Linked DNA regions of Mus musculus: region 1 is linked to region 2. The links are chromatin contacts, called in public promoter capture Hi-C maps. All regions are on one chromosome and are shown on one strand. Each heading gives the region's core, a stretch centred on a gene start, on an enhancer-like site or on the middle of the called end of the contact. The rest is flanking DNA. Distances are from core to core; before and after follow the strand shown. Region 1 holds the start of Lamp5 (lysosomal-associated membrane protein family, member 5). Region 2 holds the start of Ankef1 (ankyrin repeat and EF-hand domain containing 1).

Evidence for each region. Promoter capture Hi-C pulls out the DNA fragments that hold promoters and counts their contacts.
Region 1: a contact with region 2 is called in a promoter capture Hi-C map of hippocampal neurons, with 2.9 times the contacts expected there. The contact joins the promoter of Lamp5 here to the promoter of Ankef1 in region 2. A contact is called at or near these places in 4 of 39 promoter capture datasets (embryonic stem cells, frontonasal cranial neural crest, hippocampal neurons and 1 more) and 1 of 9 other capture datasets (pancreatic islet).

What each region holds. Positions count from the first base shown.
Region 1 is chr2:136,056,065-136,060,890 of GRCm38.p6, reverse strand. Lamp5 (lysosomal-associated membrane protein family, member 5) reads right to left here and starts at 3,143. Exons shown (of 6, transcript NM_029530.3): 1 at 2,515-3,143; 2 at 1,773-1,945; 3 at 1,265-1,396; 4 at 1,036-1,141; 5 at 1-53. The coding sequence starts at 2,578.
Region 2 is chr2:136,530,431-136,535,217 of GRCm38.p6, reverse strand. It overlaps Ankef1 (ankyrin repeat and EF-hand domain containing 1), which reads right to left and starts at 2,897. Exons shown (of 11, transcript NM_175667.4): 1 at 2,747-2,897; 2 at 1,394-1,565. It overlaps Gm32659 (a long non-coding RNA gene), which reads left to right. Exons shown (of 3, transcript XR_375013.3): 3 at 1-4,787.

The DNA.
Region 1 (4,826 bases), core at 1,894-4,393, 470 kb after region 2:
AGCTGGGGTGACCAAGGCAGAGAGGTGATGAGAGCTGGCGATGTACTTATTAACTGCGGGAGAAGCAAGGCAGCAGTTAGGATGGATGCATACTCATTGCTGCTAACTTAGGCAGAGCTCTCTGCTTAGCTCAGAACCTATGCCTCCTATTGGTGCTGCAATCCCAGGACTGGAGCTCCAAGAAAGATAGGACCAAGTTCTTCACTGTCCCTGAGCCTATCTCATTAGATATTAGTTTGGAATTCCATTGTGGAAGCACTGTGCTGCCTGAAAACAGGACCCTTTGACTAAGGCCTCCATCAGTGGTTCCAAAAACACACCAATGACCTAGGTCTCCATGGTTCCCATCCCATGTTTTCTCTTCTTCTGGCTCAAGTTTGCTGTTCTTTTAGAATCAATCGCAGGGACTAAGTGATGGAAGGTCTCTCTGCAAGTGACACAGTGAATTTTGCTTTTGTTTTAAAAAATACATTTAAATATATCTCTGGTCTTTAATAATGCTCACAGATAGGAAGGAACATTGTTATTTCAGGTGTGGGTATTTTGGGTGTTCTCTCTGGGATGGTTTTAGAAGGCCTGAGTGAGAATGGGCAGGAAACGCTAATGAATTAAGATACAAAACCTGCCCTGTGGTGGTTGCAATTAAAACTCCAGAGCTACACCCCTGTGCACAGGGTGAAGCTGCAGGCCACCCAAGCCTGTCACAGTGTCCGCTTGCATTTCTGAGGATTTGCTTGTTTTATTTAATACAGGAGAGCAGATCAATCTGCGATGCAGAAAAAAAAAAACATAATAGCGAAACTCATTGGAGCCTCTTCTAGAGAAAATTCATATTTCAGCTTGAGTCTGAAGGATCTTTGATCTAGGCTTTCCTGAGAACACACAGAGGTTCTCCTGCCTCTTTGACCCTGGAGAGCAAGCAGTCCCAGGTTTGCCTATCCTCAGAACAAAAATCCCAGAGTTGCTTCCAAGATCCAGAGACAGGATGAGTGTTTCTGGTTTGCTCTTGCTCCTGTGACCCCCTGAACTACTCACCCTTCACAGGGGCTTTAAAGTGAGTCTTCTCCGAGGAATCATAGACAAAATGCACCTTGTTCAGATTCCAAGTCGCCTCTGGTCCTTTGGAAGTGTTGTGACTTTCCTGCCAAGATGGGGAGGGTCCTGTGAACCCCTCTAATTGCTTTAAGATGGGCAACCCCTGAGGCCACTGTGCGCACACCCATGCGGGACTTCACCATCCCTCTACCTCCCCGCATCGAATTACCTTTACAAAGAGCATTCTGAGTGTGTAGGCGTGATCTACCCAGAACACCTCCAGCTCCGACTCGTTGTGGCCACAGTGGCCCTTCACCTCAGCTCCCCGGGTCAAGGAGATCTCAGCCTGTTCTGTGATCAGCTGGGAACACACACGCCCCGCGCCCCCTCAGCGCGCCGGGCCCTGGCGCGGACCGGGAAGGGATGCGCGTCCAAACTCTAGCTTGCAGGTTTGGGCGCTCCTGTGCCCGCGCGCTCCGGGGTCCAGGAACATGCGGGTAGACTCTTACGTGCACACCCCTCCAGGAGGGGAGCAGAGAGGGGGGTTTACTTTTAAAGCAGGCAGGGCGAGCAGAAGGCGTTGCAAGCCGGAACCCCCATGCAGCATTCGGGAACAGCCTGCGGGGGGTTTGGGGGGGAAGAGGCGGGCGACTGAGGTCTTGGCAGGGCCTGGAGGGAGGGTGCCCTTCGGCCCTGCCGCCCCTAGGAGCAAGCTGGGGAGGAAAAAGATTCCTTACATCCACATAATTGCTGGCCCACACATCATAAGGTACAATAAATTTGGCTGCAAACTCTGCCATGAGACACGTCGTCCCATTTTCCCGCACCACAAATATGTCTTTCTCGGGGTTCGTGGAAAGGCCCGAAAGATTTTCCACTTCTTGTTCTGCCACGGTTTGGACCATTACATCTGCGGAACAAGGAAAGCAATTTCATTGCTCTCGGGCTCAACTAGCCCTCTGCTTTAGGACACCTGAGCTGGTTCTCTGCAGGCTTTGGAGAGGCAAAGTTCCCTGCTCGAAGCAGTGTGCTCCGCAAGCCATTTCTCTAGTCTACCGCCACCAAACTCATATTTACTGCTGATAATTTATAATGAAAACAGAAGCTAAAATAAAATTAAATTCTTATTTGCAATACGACTAGGCTTTAACACACACACTTACACACATACACACATACACACAGACACCCTGGGGGTTTAGGGAGCGCGGTTAAAGCTAAATCTTTCTTGGCAGTGCTATGCCCCACCATCACAGCCATGAGTTCGGCGTGTCTAGCGCTCTGTCTGGGAGATGCCATACAGGTGTGTGGCTCTCTGGGAGTTCTCTGATATGGATGGGTCATAACACTCACCAGCCCCAAATAACCACAAGCATAAAGACCTAGTACAACAGAGTGAAATCAGAGGGCTTTATTCGGTGTATTAGATTCTCTGCTGCAGAGTGCATTCAGTACCCCTGGTCCCCAGACGCTACTCACGGAAGAACATTAGGAGAATCCGAAGTCTGTCTCCACCAAGAAGGGTTCTTACTCGGAGATCCATGCTGTTGCCGCGAACCAGGCAGATGTGTTTCTGCTGCAAAGGCCGCCCCGGGAGGAAATCCCTCAAAGTGGCCGGTAGAGTGAGCTAAGGGAGGGGGCGGACTGGGAGGAGGGAGCGCGCGGGATAGTCGCGTGCTGCACTGGGTGCTATGGCTCTCCCGCCGCACACTGCAGAGGAAGCACCCAGGATGCAGGAGCTGTCCACGCTGAGAGTTCTGGAAATAACGAGGTTGTGTTTCAGGACTTGTAATTTGGCTTGTCTAGAAGGCCAATGGGATTGGGGTGGTGTGGGGGAGGAAATTTCTCCCTGGGTCTGTATACTGCTCTGCAATGGTATCTGCAAAGATGACTCTGTCCTAGGAAACTTAATGCCACCCTCGGACTTGCTAAACCCTCCCACCAGGTACAGCCAGTATGTACTGTAGATATAACACCACCGGAGCTCCGAATTCTGCTCTTGAAACAAACCAATAGATTTGTTTCAGATTGTTCATTCTTTGGAGAAGGAAGGTAGGCAGGAACAGAGAAGGAAAATGCTATGGCAACAGTTTCCGGCTTTCAGAGACATCTGTACCCACTCAAGAGCTGCTGAGTATAAGGTTAAAATGATATCTCCTCAAAGGGGGTGGGGGGGTCCAGGCCATGCCGCATATCCTTTGGGACCCAGTGACCAGTGAGATCTATCTCTGAGGGCATGTGGCCTGAGCTAGCCCCATGCAGTAAGCTGTGATCACTCTGTTAAGAGGGTTGCAAATAAACCTAAATCTTGGGAGCAGACAGGGTTATCTGGGGTCTCATAGGACAGAAATTTTAGAACTATGGTGTAAGTAAAGACCTATAGTTATGTAATGAAAACAGGCTGGTATTACGCTAAAGCTTCTGGGGAGCAGAAAGACAAACATCGCTAGATAATTCCTGTATTTGCATTTTGGTAGTTCGCTGATTTTTTTCTTTTTAATTCTTGCTCTAATAAATCAGAATGAACCTTTTTTGGGGGAATAGTCATGGTGCTCTAATTAATTGTAATGATGTCCAAATATTTCTTTTATTAGAGAATATTGCACTAGGTCAATAAATAATAATCGCCTTAAACATAATGACATAGCCAATGTCGTGTTAAAGGACAAACTGCAAAGCATTTTACCTATGTTGTCAGTTTGAATCTCTCCATGACTTTAGAAGCTGAGCAAATGAAAATAGAGGTTATTGTTATTGTTATACCTCCCCCAAAGTGAGACATTGAGAAATTCAATGACCTTCCCAAAGTCATATGGCCAGTTTGAATTAAAATAGAAAAAAAATCACGTGTTTTACATTTACAAGGATCGTAATCATTTCTCTTTATATAACACTTTCATTCTAAAACTTAGCATATTATGACCGCCACTACAATTTTTTATTAAATGATAAATGAACTGAAACCTAAAAATATTAATAATTCACACTTTTACATCTATAAAGTGCCAATTTAAGAACTGATATGCTCTAACATAGTATTTGCTTCAAATTGCCAATATAATTCTGTGTATTTAATTTTTCAAAAAAATCCTTCTATCAAAAATTAGATCAATAGCAACTCAAATTGTAAAGTATTACAATTAATACTTGTAGCACTATATTAATTAATACTGAAGCACTATATCTTTTGATATATATCTGCATTTTGGAATTTCATCAAAAATGGCAACAATCTTGTGAAAGTGATTATATATACAAAATGGAGGCAAATTGTTATTCATATAATTTCAATTCTTATTACATATATAAAACATATATCATCTGTTAACAATTATGAAACACTTATTTTTTCTGAGATACTGTAAGACTTATAAAGCAAGAACACATTCATCCTTGTTTTTATTTGTCTTCCTGTCTGTCTGTCTGTCTGTCTGTCTGTCTGTCTCTCTTTGTGTCTTTCTACCTGTGTCTCTCTCTCTCTGTGTGATGTAGGATTACAACCTTCTGCAGGATGTAATTTCTCTTATTTAAAAATATTGCTGTAATATTTAAGGCAGTGTTTCTCAACCTTTTTAAATACTGTGACCCTTTAATACAGTTACTCACGTTGTGGTGACCCCCAACTATACAATTATTTTTGTTGTTTCTTCATGGCTGTAATTTTGCCACGGGTATGAATCATAATATAAATAGCTGGGTTTTCTGTTTGTGTCAGGTGATCCCTGTGAAAGGATTATCTGACCCTAAAAGGGGTCCTGACCCACAGGTTGAGAACCACTGATTTAAAGGAT
Region 2 (4,787 bases), core at 1,648-4,147:
CTCTGCTGGCTCTCCTTTTTATGCTTGGCTTCCCGTTGCAGTGTCTCTATAGGTCTCTTTTTATCCTTGGGAACTCTGTGACTAGTGCCAACCCCTGACCTTTATCCTTAGTTTACGCTTCTGATTCTTCACCCTCAGGTTTTCATAGCTCCCATGAGCTCTCCCCAGAGTGAAAAAAAATCCCATTATTATCTTTCTGTATGTAGTGTGTAGGTGCTGGGACACTTTGTGACCACTGATGGGCTGAATAGGCTTCATCAGATGGTCCGGTTCTCAGCTGCATTTATTGGACAAGGTAGAACACTAAGAAAGTTAAATAATAAAGATGACATGAAGGGGGACATGCTAGGGAATATCCAGGGACAACTGAGGGGTTGAGATAGAGAGTGGATATAGACAAAATATATTCTGTGTACATAGGAAATTTCCCCAAGGAATAAATTAATTTTTCAAAGTAACATGACCATTGCAGAATGGATGCTATTCCCCTGATCTTCTCCATTTCTTCCAATTTCTGGTAAGGGGAGCAACAGCCATCCACTTACTCAAGTAAAACCTAACCTCAGTTGCAGTTCTTTCTTTCATTTTTGTTTTTCTTCATAGAAACCTCCACTCAAAACACAGGAGCAAACCCCACGATGCTCTGCTCATAGTGTGTATCTTTGACAGCCCTTGGACAAATAACTGCCAGGCTTCTAGCTTGTCCACCACACCTTCAACAGACCTATTTATTCCAGTAGTTAGACAAGAAAGAAGTCTTTCAAACTGTAGGTCAGATAGAATCATACATGCTTTTGACCCCTAAAGTTCCAGGGTGAATTATTTTAAAATGTAAAGTGTCACCCAGGGGCTACCAATAGGGCTGTACCTGCTTGATTTCATATCTTCCCATACCTTTGTCTACTAATTAAGCCTGGCCTTTTTATCCAATTCAAAGTAAAGTGCAGACACATCCTAATATACATGTCCTGAACTTGAATCTATTATATCTTTTCAGTCCTTTTCATATTTTATCTATATAATGAAGTGGGCACAAATAAAATGTACAGTCAAGTCTACACAGCAGGTCCCAGGACAGCCAGTGCTGTACAGAGAAGCCCTATCCCAGAGAGAAAGAGAGAGAGAGAGAGAGAGAGAGAGAGAGAGAGAGAGAGAGAGAGAGAGAGAGAGAGATTGATTTAATTTGAGACTGATTTAATTTGTGCTTTGTGTATTTTTCCAGTTAGAATATGATCATCATATAAGATTTATAATACTGCTATTTTTCTACCCCCTAGAATCTGCATTATATGAGGCATTTAATAAGTACTTTTCTCAATACTTAAAGGTTAAAAGAACTGAAGAGGAAGCATGAAAGGAAACCCCCAGGTTTCTGGTTTGAACCACTAGATACCTGTATCTGGAATGGGCTGTTCATGGTAGGCTCCACATTGGTCAGGCAGAGGAGACAGCCCTTTGGCATGCTGAGATGATAGACAAGCTGATAGCCACTTTTTTAGATGTCAGGAGAGATGTCTGATCCAGGTCTGTGGTGGGTTATGAGGTCTTAAGCAGTTACAAGGCAGCTGAAATGGAGTCAAGAAGAGCAACCACTGATACTGAATCCATAATGCCAAGCCTTCCCTCAATCCTGTCTTCTGGCCTTTTCTCCTTGGCTGCCGAGATATCAGCCATCATAAACGTGAGACATTAATGCCCTGATTCCTTGCTGTAGCCTGTGTCTTTCCTTCTAGTCTATCTCTAGTATGGGGTAGACTAGGAAACCAGACAATGTAGTTTGTTCAAATCTTTGCATAAACAGGCTCTGCCTAAGTGTCACCCAGCTGCCTTCGCAGCATGGCTTTCTGACAGCCATTTCAGATGCATTCACAGTTCATGTGTGGTGCAGCGTCTTGCTCCACATATATACACATAAGTATGGAATAGCACAAGATGCCTCTAAACACTTTACATGAACCAAAAAACATTTTATTTGTGAGGACAGACACTTCACAGTCAGGCACTTTGACATTCTATTTATTAAAACAAAAGCATGTCGTCCAAAAACAACAACAACAACAACAACAACAACAACAACAAAACTGGCATCGTGACTTAATCAATCAAGCTCTATGGATGGTTCAGCAGCCCTCAGTCCCTTTCGCATCAGTAGAAAGACAGGGACATAATTTCAGTATCTTGTGTTGAGTGTTTTATTTGGAATCTGAATATTCTTCAATTACACCCCTCCCTTCCCTTCTTCCTTTCTCTTGTGTGGTTCAGGTGACTTTCAGGCACATTTTTATGTCTTTAAATTCTCCACAAGGTCCACAAGATGGGGGTGGTCCATTAAAGAAATGGGTGAGGCTACTCTTGACAGAGGAGTATAGCCGAGGGCAGTCTATTGTGATGGCTCCTCCTCTGCATCATTTTCATCCACTAGCTGCATACTTGGACAGGTTAACTCTAAGAGTCTATTCGGTGACTTCATCTCTGATGAAGTTCTCCACCTTGTGGGGCTGGATCAAAACCAAAACAAAACAGAATTCTTGCAAAATATTTAGACAAGTCCTTCAGGACAGGCTGGTTAAAAACAATCACCACTTCTGCGTTTTGTTTCAGCCCACCCATAGGCAACATTTAACATTGGTGGACTTTTCTACTGGGCCTTCAGTTTTTGTTCTTGTTTTCCGAAAAAAAAAATCTAGAGACGAGAAGGGCAAGTATAGATGTGATTTCACAGAAGAGGGTAGGGCATCAATTTTACCTTTTAGTCCTAGAGGGGATCAGGAGCCAGATCTCTCTGAGCACTTGCGTCCCTGGTCTCCTGAGGGCCTCCCTGGTTCTGATCTCAGTTGCCTGGGACTGGCTCGAGCCAAGGCTTTAGGACCCAGTGAATCACCCTTCTGGCAGAGCAGGCCAGCCTGCGAGCGCGCGGGCAGCAGCGAAGTGGGTGTGTGTGTGTCTGCCAGCGTGCAGCAGGATGACTATAGGAGGTGATGCGCGGCCCGCCAGGCTGGGCCCACTGTGAGCTTCACCCACGCACAGCTGCTGCCAGGGCAACCACGCAAGTGCTCGTCTGGGCGGAGCTTGCGTAGGCCCCGCCCATCGCGGGGCCGCAGCGGAGGCTTAGCTCCAACCCGGGTACTCCTAAACAGAGTGCAGGAAGTGGCACAACAGGACTCAGTTCTTTCATTCTGTTCGCCAGCCACCTTCTACCCTCAATCAAAGCATAAATAGAAAAAGGTAGAGCTGCATATGGTAAATAGTAACAATCAAATACACAACAGTTTACTGAGTAAAATTAAGTGGAAGTGAAAAATGCAGTAAATTGTACGAAGAGAAATGAGTTTTGAGTATTCATCCCTAAAATAATTTATTAAATAAGTGAAAATAAATATCGAAATAATTTTATTTAAGAGCCATCCCCCCTATCCTTCTGGAGGCAAATTTTGAAAATTTGAAACATGTATGAGGGTTTTCCAAAAGGCATCTAAGTCGCCATGTGCAGGATGGTTCAGCAGCCCTCAGTCCCTTTCGCATCAGTAGAAAGACAGGGACATAATTTCAGTATCTTGTGTTGAGTGTTTTATTTGGAATCTGAATATTCTTCAATTACACCCCTCCCTTCCCTTCTTCCTTTCTCTTGTGTGGTTCAGGTGACTTTCAGGCACATTTTTATGTCTTTAAATTCTCCACAAGGTCCACAAGATGGGGGTGGTCCATTAGAGAAATGGGTGAGGCTACTCTTGACAGAGGAGTGTAGCCGAGGGCAGTCTATTGTGATGGCTCCTCCTCTGCATCATTTTCACCCACTGGCTGCATACTTGGACAGGTTAAGGCCAAGCATCCCCTGGAAGAGGAATTACAAAGGTCTATGAGTTGCCATATGGGTGCTAGGAACCAAACCCACGGGTCCTCTGCAAGAACATCAGGTACTCTTAGCTGTTCACTCCTAATCCCAGCCCAAACATTCATGGTTAGAACTTGGGAGGCAGAGGCAGGCAGATTTCTGAGTTCGAGGTCAGCCTGGTCTACAAAGTGAGTTCCAGGACAGCCAGGGCTACACAAAGAAACCCTGTCGAGAGAGAGAGAGAGAGAGAGAGAGAGAGAGAGAGAGAGAGAGAGAGAGAGAGAGAGAGAAGAAATAAATAACGAGAAAGTTTCTAATTAAAAGCTCCCTGACACTCTACTTATTAACACAGAGATGTTTTAAAATATTTTAAGGACTATTTCACACAAAGATACTAAAGGATATATAGACAGTATAATAGTGTGAAGACACAATGTGCATGTGACTAAAGAAAAAGAAAGCTGGAAAAACCTCTTAGAAGAAAGGACTCGAGAAAGGGGTAGAGAAAGAAAGAAAAGAAGATAAAGGCCGAGTTTTACCGCTGGACCCGGTGTATTTCTTCCTGATACTGTACCCTTTCTTCCTGTCCTCTGTCTGAATTTTTTATTTAATGTTCTCTAGGATCCAGAAATGTGTTTCTTCTGGTGAATGGTTCCCTAAATAATGTGCATTTATGATAGAATATAAATTTTATTAAAATGGAGAAAGTAGTTGGTTGTAGCAACTCATGTCTAGGATTCCTACACACTTGAGGCTGTAGGCAGGAGTCTAGGTCTTATAGTAAGTTTGAGGCTAGCCTGAATTTAATGAGACCCTTATCTCAACAACAACAACAATACCACCATTACCACCCCCTACTCCACCCCCACCACACACAGACACACAGAGACACACACACACACACTTGGTGCTTTGACAATGGCACACTATCCCACTGTATTCCTATTTTGTGCTC